Linked DNA regions of Mus musculus: all the other regions are linked to region 2. The links are chromatin contacts, called in public HiChIP or PLAC-seq and promoter capture Hi-C maps. All regions are on one chromosome and are shown on one strand. The core of a region is the stretch at or near the end of the contact, and the rest is flanking DNA. Distances in the headings are between cores, read along the strand shown. Region 1 overlaps Phf21a (PHD finger protein 21A). Region 2 has its middle 22 kb from the start of Dgkz. Region 3 overlaps Ambra1 (autophagy/beclin 1 regulator 1).

Region 1 (4,003 bases), core at 419-2,918, 230 kb before region 2:
AAATCCACAAAAGATAAAGGAAGACAAAATACAGCCTACACTCCAGACTCACTACTTTCAATCTTAGAACTACATCTTTCATTAAGCTATAAATACATGAATGAAAGTCATAAGAATCCCAAATTCACAGGAAGGTGTAGTGGACAGTGGTTACTTCTTGACCAATGGCTGCAGTCTTTAAGCATCACAGCAGTGCACAGCAAAGTCAATATGCTTGCAAAGTATCCAACTGGCTGATGCCTGAGATGGAGAGGCCAGAGAGCAAGGGAGGAAATCTTCTCAGTACAGTATAGTGATGATGATGGCGATGGCCATGACTTACAAACTTCTCCTACAATATACACAAAACTTGTTTAAGTCGCTTGTTTTGTGGTAGAAGAAATGAACAGAAATAGGCCTTGCTTCATCATATTATAAAGTAGAAAAATCATCAAAAGTTTCTACAGCTCTAAGCTATAAATGTTTTGAGTCTAATCACGGTGAAAACTTAATTACAGATCAGACTCAGTAATTCATTCCATATCCCAAGACAACTCAAACTCAGTCTTAACAGTCAGTTAACCTCAAGACCAAAGCTCCTGCCATCATCAACAAAAACAACAAAGGTATCTACAAGGCATTATAAAAGAGCCTGGGCTTATCTTGGTGTACAGGGACTTAAGCTAGTGCCTCCTATTAACACTAATGGGAGTTTGGAGCACAGACCATCAGCACTAAGGAGGAGGGGGAAGGCCCAGCTCTACATCAGAGAGGCCCTGCAAGCACACTAACTGCAACTCCTGGGAGTTCTGATCTCAGAATTGGGGCAAGAGACCCAAATTCCTGTCTCTGAAGCACAACTACAATTCAAATAAAAGCCACTAAGGAAGGTCACTTGGTAAACACCAGACTTAGAAAGAAAGGGAAGGAGGAAGGGAGGGAAGGAAGTAAGGAAGGAGGGAGGGAGGGAGAGTAAGAGGGGGGTACATTTAAAGAAAAATTAATTGTTTTTTAATTAAAGCACAATAAACTCAAATACAGTGAGAAGCTTATCCAAAGAAACATGCACACAACACAAAAACTCCTCCCTGGTACACTACAACCCTGTTTTTAAACATGGAGAAACCCTGCAGTCCTGACAGCCAAGAAAACCAGAACTTCCCAGACAAACAGATAATGATCCCAAGCTGCCACTGACAGCCAAACAATCTAAATAAAACACCAGCTCCTTAACCTTACTGTGAGCTGCCATACTTCCCTTAGATGCAGGACTGCTGGCCTAACCAGGCTAGAAGATGAGCAGGTAACTTCAGGCTCTGGAAATTCTCCCCCTCCTCTCCCTCTCCCCCTCTCCCCCTTCTCTCCCTTCTCTTTGCAAACACAGGCACAAAGGCAATGATGCTCTTTGAGCTGATGAGGTTTTAGAAAGGCAAGTTTGGTGTGGCATAGGAAACTAAGAGCAGGCCTTGTTGAAGTAATGACAGAAAAAAAAAGAAAAAGAAGGCTTTCCCAAATCCAATTCAAAGATTAAAACAATGGACATTTATTTTAGCTAACAGGCAGTGGCAACAATTCACTTTCTTAAAAAGAGTTATTAAAATCTTCCCCGTGCACGTCTCAAAAGAAACTCAGGACCTTTCCACCTACTAAGTTGACGACATACACAGAGCCCTTACTCAGGCCTAAAGACTAAATCTGATTCCTGTACAATTTACATCTAAAAACCCTGTGTGGTCAACATATCGATTCTTGACCATCACTGCTGTACTAGTGAGCATCTATCTTCTCTGTACTCTCAGATGTGCTGATGAGAAATTGAAACATTACAATACGCTAGGACTCCTAACTTTTCAAATAAAACCACCAAGAAACAGAAGTGTGAAACATACAGCCTCCATCCTGCTAAGCAGTCCTAAAACTTGAAAGTGAAAGCAATACAGACCGCAAAAGAAGTTGTTTGCTTGATGGTAATGCTAGCCTTTAAAATCAAAAATATGTTCTGTTACAGAAGACTGAAATAAGGGCTTCCATTAACCTTGTTTAAAAAAAAAAAAATCCCATGAGCATAGATTTTTTTCCCTAAGTCTCTTCATCAGAGCAGCATGGGGTCCCATTAGGCACCCTATTTTACTTCCACCTTATAAATAACGTTAGCTGTTCACTATTTCCATGGAAACCAAGTACAGTGGAACCCACTTAAATGAATACCGGTTAAAGGAATAGTTTTATTTGAGAAGGTTTTTGCTGCTCTAGATGAACTCTACTGGGGAATACTACAAAGTCTCCTTAAGTATAATTTTTAAAAGTATATCTTTGGTGTAGAGGGAGCTTATTAAAGGTCCTGTTAAGCAAGTACACTCCTTGCACTAAACTAAATATGCCAAACAACATCATAACATTAAAGATGCATTTCCCATGCACTGCATGGGGGTTTGAATGCACAACTTGCACTGACTAGACTTCTTCATGCATTGGGGTGGAATAATTACCCCTCTGGGTCTAATTTAAACTAATAAAACAAGAAATTCAGTAAGGCTAGCATCACCTTTACTGACTAGTAATAAATGGGTCCCACACTGCAGGTACACGTGCAACTTACTGCCCTAGAGAAGAGCAGACAGGGGGCAGAAAACTAAGCTCTCCTCATCACTGGTACCTGGTTTAAGATCAACAAACAGTCCAAATTCCTGGCTCAGCAAAGTACTCTACAAGTTACAACAGGAATGCTTAACACACAATCAGTCTGAATACAAAGAGAATACTCATAAGGAAGTGTATGCGACAGGGTGATTTACAACTCTGTCATACAGTTTCCTGCGCTAAAATTCTAAAAATGATGATTATAGGTGTCAAATATAAAAAGTTACAGCCAAATGTACACAAAATAAGGTACAACCTATAAGAGTAAATTTAAAAGTAATTATCAGACTTTCTAAAGTTCTGGAGATGTAGCTCAGTTGGTAAAGTGCTTGCTCAGCATGTGGAAGACCTGGTTCAAGGCCAGCACCACATGAGCTGGCATAATGGTACATGCCTAACAACCCCAACACTCAGGATGTGGAGGCAAGATCACAAGTTGTAGGGTCTGGTGATGCACACATTTAATCCCAGCACTCTGGAGGCAGAAGCAGGCTGGCCTCGAACTCAGAAATCCACCTGCCTCTGCCTCCCGAGTGCTGGGATAAAAGGTGTGCGCGCCACCACACCCGGCTTCAACATAAAATTTTAAAGGGTTTTGAACAACTGCTGAGCAGGGTAGCACATATCTTTAATCCCAGCACATGGAAAGCAGAAGCAGGTGCATCTTTTTAATTCAAGGCCTGCCTGGTCTATATTTATAGTGAATTCCAGGACAGCCAGTACTACACATAGAGATGGAGAGAGAGAGAGAGAGAGAGAGAGAGAGAGAGAGAGAGAGAGAGAGAGAGAGAGAGAAAGAGAGAGAGAGAGAGAGAGAGAGAGAGAGAGAGAGAGAGAGAGAGAGAGAGAGAGATTAAAAAAAACATGTCTTCATGTATATCTCAAAGAATAAACTACCTATTTTTAAGACCCTGGTATAGTCCTTAAAAGCTACTGAATTTATACCCAACATAATCATTAATTTAAGTAACCACAATTAATTTTCAAATTTTAGAAGTTACAGTGATGGTTCAGAGGCTAAGAACACTGGCTGCTCTTCCAGAGGGCCGGGGTTCGATTCCCAGACTCACAGGGTAGCTCACAGCCATCTGCAACTCCAATTCCAGAGAATCCAATCCTCTTTTCTGACCTACTCAGGTACGAGGCACACAAATGGTACACAGACATACATATAGACAAAACACTCATAAATATAAAATAATAAAATTAAATTTCCAAATTTTACATTTCCAAGTGAACAATATAGTTAACAATTCAATACGGGTTGTGTTGGCACATGCCTTCAATCTCAGCACTTGAGAGGTAGAGGCAGGCAGATCTCAGTGAATTTGAGGCCAACCTGGTCTCCAGAGAGTATTCCAGGACAGCCATGGATACACAGATA
Region 2 (4,023 bases), core at 213-2,712:
CCTTTGAGCCTTCTGTGGTAGAGGAGGAGGTGTAAATCCGGAGAGGCCTGCTGCACTCTCTTCCAGGCTGTCCCAGGGCTGTCAGGAGCTCAGGCCCACCGTGACCCTTTTCACATCCTCTGCCTGCCACTTTCATAAAGCTCTAGCTCACAGCTAAACCTCCAGTCCTGCTGTGAGGAGTGGCTAAGAAAAGCAGTTGAAAGCCCTTCACGGAGAGAAAGGGCTTTCAGGCAGAAGTGTGGGGGCAATGAATATGAGGGTGGGTGGGTGTGTGCAAGCGGAAGCAGGACTGAGGCCAGGCTGCTTCTGACGCAAGTGAGGACCACAGGGGCTTTCAGCAGGATTGGAGAAGATGCTAGGGAGGAGGGGCCTGACGAGAAGTACCTCTGGGCTCTTTCCAGAGCCATCATAAGCTAGCAAACAAAACAAGTTTGGATTTGAGAAGGGTCAAAGGGGACCTAGTTTCCAATAAATCCCATCAGAAAGGGCAGGACAGTATGTAGAGCCCATGTGTCTCACATGTGTATCTGGACTGGGGAGAAGCTATCCCAAGCACAGAAGGAGTCCTAACCAGTTAGGGTTGGGTTCAAGAGACTTCTTGCAATGATGACTCCAGCTAAGGAAGACAGAGGGTATGAGGGATGCTGTGTTTGTGGACCACCTCCAATGTTATGCCCAGTAGGTACCAAACCAGATCACCTAAGTATGTCTTTTTAAATGAATTTTTTTAAGAAAAGATTAAAAAAAAATGTGTGTGTGAGAGAGAAAGCCTGCATGCCAGATGTGTACAGGATCCTAAAGAGACAAGAAGGTCAGATGCCCTGAAATTGGAGTTACAGGCAGTTGTGAGCCACCATATGTTCCTGGGAACTGAACTTGGGTTTTATTCAAGACCAGCTCATTGCAGAACCATCTCTCCAGCCTCCTAAAATGTATTCTTAAGGCTGGAGTTGTAGCTCCATGACAAAGTGCTTGCATAGCATGGGTGGGATCCTAGGTTCAATCTCTTAAGACCTCAAGAAAAAATAAATAAAAAATAAAATGGTTTCTTAAAGCCTTGGACTCGGGTTAGAGTCTCGATCTGGATCTGTAAACCTCTCCAGTAATTCTGGTAGCCCTGTCAGTTTGAAAACCACTTGTTTGTACCTATGGAGACGTCAAAGAGAAAGATTCTGGATAAAAGAGGGTACAATGGATATTATTTGCTGGGTGTGGCTGGCAGAGGTATCCCTGTACAGATTCAATCATGGCCCAGACGCTCTGGCCCTGCCGACACACTGCCTGACACGGACTTAGGAGGCGGAGGCTCAGACTTTTTCCTCGACAAAAGTAGGATCCTGCACAAGGCCAGACAGTAAATATTTCAGGCGTTGGAAGTCACGTGCTCCTTGTCACAGCTATTCAGCCCTGCCAGTGGTGCACAAAGCAATCACAGGCAGCGTGTAAAGGAATGAGGGCGCCTGGCTTCCTCTTAAGTTTTGCTTACGGACCCTGAACTTTACAACTCGTGTCATCTCACTGTCGCAAACTATTATTCTTTTGGTACTTCCTGTTTCTCGAAATGTTGAAACCATTGAAACCATTCTTAGCTCACGGGACCCTACACAATCAGGCAGTGGGTCGGATGAGGCCCTGGAGCCATGACTCAGTAGACAGCACACTGATGCGGTAATCCACCTGGGCAGAGACCATTCCAACACGGGCAGCAATTTCCACACATGGGCACATGGGCTTGGGGTCTGAGGGTTTGAGGGTTCCCGGAAACCAGCGCTGACTCTTCTGAGCCTGTGAAACTTTCACCTCTAACCCTGTTTCCTCATATGGAAAATGGGAACAATAGTATCCACTCAGTAGTACGGCTTGAAGGATATTATAGACAAGCGGCATACAGGGGAAGTAATGAACCGCCCCCTAGATCTCTCGCTAGAGTAAGACCGGTTAGGGAGGTCCAGGAAGGATGGTGGATGCTGCCTCTGAGCAGTGATAGTGGGAACAGAGGCTAGCAAAGCTAGCCAGAGACTGAGAGCAGGAACTGAGCATGTCCCAGCCCCCACTGCCCCCTTTCCCCTCCACCCTTCCAGGACGGCTAGTGGCGCCAGTTGGCAGGGAGGGTGCCCCCTGCAGCGGGCACAGAGCCGCAGGGACACAGCTCCTCGAGGGAGGGGCACCTGATCCTACTCTCCCTGCTGCTATTTACCAGAAGCTAAAAATAACCCTGGAGTGACAGGGAGATGGGGCCGATTTGTAATTTAAATAGCAACAGGATAAAGCAAGAAGCTTGCAAGAGATCACATTCTGTCCCGAATTAAAAATGCAAAAACCGGGGGCAGAGAGCTGAGCTGGAGCAGGGGGAGGGAGGGGACTGCTGCCAAAGGAAGCCGGAAGCCGGGGGTCCGTCCATTTTCCTTCCTTGCCAAGAACGGGAGCCCAGGCCCTGACCAGAACTCTTTCCTCCAGTCACAGGTTCACGCAGAAGAGGGAATGAAAGGCCAGAGCCTTCAGAGTCCAAGGGCGGGAATAGACTCATTCTAAGGCCTTATAGCAGCAGTTGGCCGCCCAGAAGAGGGCTTCACCAGAGGATGTGTCCCCAGCAGCTCAGATGCCAGATGGCATAAGCCGCTGAGTATGCCCAGGCTGCCTGGAGGTAGCTGTGGCTTTTGAGGAGGTTCCCAGGGGCACTTTGGAAGAAGTGAGGGCCAAAGAAGTTTTTGTCTCAGTCAGTACATTTTCACATCAGGGCATTCAGAAGAGCCATAAAGGACCAGGGCCCAAGGACAAGGGTCAATCCAGGCTGGGAAACCTCTTTGGTGATGTGGAAGGGAGTAGGGCAAGAGAACGGACTCTTGCAGGCCTTTGAGATCCACAGATGATTGTGGAGGAAGTTGTGCACAACAGGGTTGGAGTTCCCTGAAAGCCACAAACATGGACTATTGTGGTTCAGAGAAGTCAAACAATTTCTTAAGATCACACAGCAGAAACTTATCTGATCTATTTCATTCCAAAGCCATTTCCCTAACCATACTGGCTTCCAGGGGCCTGGCCTTTCATCCTGGAGGGTCTTTTCTTTGGGCTTCTTACTAAGTAATGGTATCTGGGAAGGATAATGGGACATGGGATAGGGGGTGAAAGACTGAAAGATTTCTTTAAAATTTGAGCTTGTGACTCTACCAGGGTGTGGGAGGAATGTCAGGTACCTACCTGTCCCGCATTAGGGGTTTTGTGGAATCCAAACTGGGGCCAGAAGGGAGACTCTAGAGCAGACCCTGCTGAACCCCAGAAAGAGAGCCATGTAAGCCCCTTCTTCCTTTCAGTGCAGGGATCCTAATAGAGGCAGAGTGTCTTCCAAATGATGACAGTCTGGAAACACCTCTGACTGCTGAGCTGTCTGTGCTAGTACTGTATCCCCCGTCCCAATGGAAGAGAGTCCTGCCTTTTCTCTGCTCAGACTCCTTTCTGTTCATAGCTTTCATAAAGACACCCTGGAGGGGTTTCTCCAATTCCCATCTGTCACCAGCAGCACCTACATCCTACCACAGGCACACCTGTCCTCTCAGTGAGGGTGGAGTCTCCCAGGGGCTATGCAAGTATTCGGATCCCAGGCTTCAGAGCTGATGAGGGATTTTGACTTTAGAAAACCTCTGGGTCTCCAGGTGTGGTGATCTATGTAGACTCAGCTACTCTGGAAGCAGAGGCCAGAGATTCACTGACTCTAGGTATTTGTGGCAGCAGTACTCTGTGTGGACCAGTTGTATGAAGTAAGTTAGTTAAGGTGGCCTTATGGGTGTGGGTGACCACCAGGGTGTAGGGGGACTACCAGGTGGTGTGCATAAGGAAAGGTGAACCAGCCGGGTGGTGGTGGTATATGCCTTTAATCCCAGCATTTGGGAGGCAGAGGCAGGTGGATTTTTGAGTTCAAGGCAAGCCTGGTCTACAGAGTGAGTTCCAGGATAGCTAGGGCTATACAGAAATCCTGTCTTGGGGGTGAGGGGGGAAGGAAAGGTGAACTAGCCCAAATCAGAAATC
Region 3 (3,697 bases), core at 169-2,668, 140 kb after region 2:
CAGGCTGGCCTCGAACTCAGAAATTCGCCTGCCTCTGCCTCCTGAGTGCTGGGATTAAAGGCGTGCAACACCATGCCCAACGGGGCCAAATTTTATAATGACAGTTGTACAGTAGAGCAGGCATAGTGGATAGAGCCTGTAATCCCAAAACTCTGGAGGAAGAACCACGAGGACCAGGGTGAGTCTACAACCAGACTGAGCTACACTGTGAGCTCCAGGCCACCGTGAGTCAGAGCAAGACACATATATTTCAAAAAAACCAACTAACCAAACAAAGAAACAAACACAACCAAACCACAACAAAAGTCCTCACACAGCATGTCACATATGTCTTATTCCAAAGGCTTCACATATGTGAGTTTATTATTCTCCATTTGAAATTCTGGGCCTAGAAGTATTTTGAATTTTAGACTTTTCCCCCTTGATTATGGATTGTTGGGACCCAAGTGAAATTTAAAACTTTTACTTCAATGTATACACAGTGTAAAGGTAATCATACAATATTCTGAGTAATTTTATACATAAAACAAGGTGATATTGTATGAAACTCTCCTCCTGTACTTTACTGATGCTCAGATTTTCAGCTTAGGAATGTTCCACTTGCTAATTCATTTAACCCTTAACTCTATATGCTAAGCTCTATCTTAGGTATATTATACATATGAAAAACCTGTGTCACAAAGTTAAACAAATTATCAGAGATTAAACTGCTAAAAGGAGTAAAATAAAGATTTCACAATAGACAATCTGATTCCAAAGCCCGCCTGTCAACAGACTGCAAATGTCAGCTGCCCTTCTGAAGCCGCACTCAAACTATTAATAGGGACACAATCTATGCTTTTTCAAATTATACTAAGAGTCATACAGCACTTATACACGGCCCTGAGCTAACCTATCTGGACTAACAATGGAAATTCTAGAGGAATCATTCATTTTTTAGTGGTAGGTCCCAAACAAACAACAGTAATAATAACAACAACAACAATAACAACAAACTCAACCCCTCAAAAAACAATACAGAAACCAAAATTAGGTCATTCTCTGGCTAGACTGCAAACCCCCTGAGAGCATTTAATTCTCTTAAAATACCCAATGCGCCTTGGAAACAACTAGGCAATAAGCATTTATAAAGTGCTGTGTATTTCAAAATGACAATACAAAAAGGACTCAGGGGTAAAGAGGAAAAAGGGTAAAAAACAAGTTTCAAATATTAAAGGGCCAGTAAAGTTTACTGACAAGCCCAATTTTATTCCCCTAGAAAGGCCTGAAGGAGTGCAGGCACACAGCATAAACATTTGAAAGTAGGTTCTCAATAAGCAAAACTCTCACTGGTGTTCTAAGAAGAGTCTAGGGCAAAGGGCTGTGATCAAAGAGTGTATAACTGTGCCAAGTAAGAGAAAAGCCCTACCTGCAGCTGGCCAGCAGCTGGACTGTGTTCTCAGGAAGTACAACATTTACTATTTCCCAGGCAACCAAGCCAGCCCTTTATCACCCTCACTTTCATCACTGAAGCAGAAGGAAAGGTAATTGGGTTAATTATTAAAGCAGCACTAGTCAGTACCACCACCACTGACTGTCCACTTGTCTGGGGTTATAAACAGCCATCTTAACTGTTGTTGAGTTGGAATGTGGTACTTACTTTACTTGCCTGGCTACAGTGTCCCAGAGGTGTACAGAGCAGAGAGAGAAAGAATGTAAAATCAGTATTTGTTTCTATTTGTACTAAATACCAAGATAGCCCATCTGTGTCTATTGTCATTCATCTTTCCCAAAAATGATAATTCAAGTGCATAGTGGTATATAATGCATGATAAAGCAATTTGTTGTACTAAATAATGCTGTTGCTATCAGATTATCAAATTATACTAATTCCTAAAAAATCAGAAAGCCCCAGATGTTAACTGATGTGAATGGAACTAGGGTGGAAAGACCTTGAATGGAAGTCCTAATGTAACAGACAAGTGGAAGACATGTAAGAAAGAGCACTAGTGTTTTATAGAAAGTAGGAAGAATGTCAGTGCTGGTAATACAATATCCACAAACAGCACTTGGGCAAGGTAAGGTAGGATTGCAAGCATAAGGCCAAGCTGTGAGACCCTGTCTCGATGAACAAAAATAATCAAATGAGAAATAGTGTTTGGAAGGAGACTAGAAAATAAGTTAATAAGGAAAAGCAAAGTTTTGAAAATATTTTATTACTATTTATTTTACATATACATCTGTGTATGTCTGTATATGTGCATGTGCCTGAAGTTAGGGACATCCCTTGGATGCTGGAGTTACAAGCAGTTGTAAGCTGCCTGATGTGGGTGGTGGGAGTTGAACTCGGGACCTCTGCAGGGATAGTACTTGTTCTTAACCACTGAGTCATCTCTCCAGCCCACCTTACCCAAACTAGTCAACAAACAGCAGGATGCCTGGAGCGCAAGATCACAAAAAGCAATTAAATTGTGTTTGTAGTATCTCTAGATTTTACATACATTCCAAGGACAGCACAACAGAGGGAAGGGGAACAGAGCTACGGAGAACAATGTTTACCTATCTCACCAATCAAGTCTATATAAATATCAAGCAAATTATAGTAAATGTTCTTTGAAAATCAGGGAAGGCATTAAAATGGCCTAGTAGATGATATCATGTAATACAAAGTCATAGTACGAGAACTCAAACCGAAAAAGCACACTAAAGATACAGAAAACAAACACAAAAATGATGGACAAAAATCCACAATAATAACTTTAAATGTGAATGAATAATCCAAAGACATGACCGTCTGACTCAAGGAAAAAGATGTGGGCCAGTGAGAAGGCTCAGCGAGGAAAAGTGTTCACTGTGCCTGACAAGCCTAGTTGGATCCCCAGAATCCTCGGTGGAAGGAAAAGAACCAAACCCTAAAGCTGTCCTCTCACACAGAACGGACGAGCTGTGCATGACACGTGCATCTCCACACATTTACATATCATGTACTTATACACAAATAATATATTTTCTAAAACTAAGATACACCATATGCTTTCTTTTAGTTAAAAAGAAATCTAAATAAAAGCTACTCATAGTGACTTATAAATGGGAGGCTCGCTGTGGGTTTGAGGCTAACCTGGGTTAGAGAGTAAGTTCCAGGCCACCCTGAGGTACACAGTGAAACTATGCCAAACAAACGAACAAATATAAAAACAACTAAGTTGGGGCTGGTGAGATGGCTCAACAGGTAAGAGCACCCGACTGCTCTTCTGAAGGTCCTGAGTTCAAATCCCGGCAACCACATGGTGGCTTACAACCATCTGTAACGAGATCTGACGCCCTCTTCTGGTGTGTCTGAAGATAGCTACAGTGTACTTACATATAATAAAAAATAAATAAATCTTTTAAAAAAAAACAACAAAAAAAACCCAACTAAGTTGAAAATGAAAGATGGAAAATATATATCATACAATCAGAAACCACAGAAGAGACGGGCTAGCTATACAAATGTAAAAATAGACTCTAGGACAGAAATAAGAGTAGAGATATCTTAATGACAATGTCAAAAACACTTTAATAAAAAAGTAATAACACTAAAGGGAGAAATACACAACTCAGCAATAATAGTTTGTTTCAGTATCATCTTGATAATGGATAGAACAAGAAACAAAACCAACAAGGATACACAATACATTAACACTATTCACCAAGGATCTACACAATTTCATCTAACATC

Evidence for each region. HiChIP or PLAC-seq counts read pairs in DNA pulled down with a chosen protein or histone mark. Capture Hi-C pulls out chosen DNA fragments and counts their contacts.
Region 1: a contact with region 2 is called in an H3K4me3 HiChIP or PLAC-seq map of bone marrow-derived macrophages, with 2.6 times the contacts expected there. The contact joins two enhancer-like sites. A contact is called at or near these places in 11 of 39 promoter capture datasets (the 3T3-L1 cell line, 3T3-L1-derived adipocytes, the HPC-7 cell line and 7 more), 6 of 484 Hi-C or Micro-C datasets (B cells, cerebellar granule neurons, embryonic stem cells and 2 more) and 7 of 115 datasets of contacts at active chromatin or transcription factors (SST interneurons, bone marrow-derived macrophages, embryonic limb bud and 4 more).
Region 3: a promoter capture Hi-C map of liver shows a contact between it and region 2. The contact joins two enhancer-like sites. A contact is called at or near these places in 2 of 115 datasets of contacts at active chromatin or transcription factors (bone marrow-derived macrophages and effector CD8 T cells) and 3 of 9 other capture datasets (adipose tissue, liver and pancreatic islet).

Annotation. Positions count from the first base shown.
Region 1 is chr2:92,203,281-92,207,283 of GRCm38.p6, reverse strand. All of the region lies in intron 1 of Phf21a (PHD finger protein 21A), which reads right to left. Among named protein-coding and RNA genes, the nearest start is that of Mir1955, 13 kb to the right of the region's middle. Within about 2 kb of position 1,668, at least 55 of the 459 cell types and tissues checked have an H3K27ac peak or open chromatin away from gene starts, as enhancers often do. A contact at or near this core is called in B cells, bone marrow-derived macrophages and memory CD8 T cells, where this site is marked.
Region 2 is chr2:91,969,855-91,973,877 of GRCm38.p6, reverse strand. It overlaps a transcript of Dgkz not described here. Among named protein-coding and RNA genes, the nearest start is that of Dgkz, 22 kb to the right of the region's middle. Within about 2 kb of position 1,462, at least 145 of the 459 cell types and tissues checked have an H3K27ac peak or open chromatin away from gene starts, as enhancers often do. A contact at or near this core is called in B cells, adipose tissue, bone marrow-derived macrophages and 2 more, where this site is marked.
Region 3 is chr2:91,830,207-91,833,903 of GRCm38.p6, reverse strand. The region is part of intron 11 of Ambra1 (autophagy/beclin 1 regulator 1); the gene reads right to left. Among named protein-coding and RNA genes, the nearest start is that of Chrm4, 90 kb to the left of the region's middle. Within about 2 kb of position 1,418, at least 27 of the 459 cell types and tissues checked have an H3K27ac peak or open chromatin away from gene starts, as enhancers often do. A contact at or near this core is called in adipose tissue and liver, where this site is marked.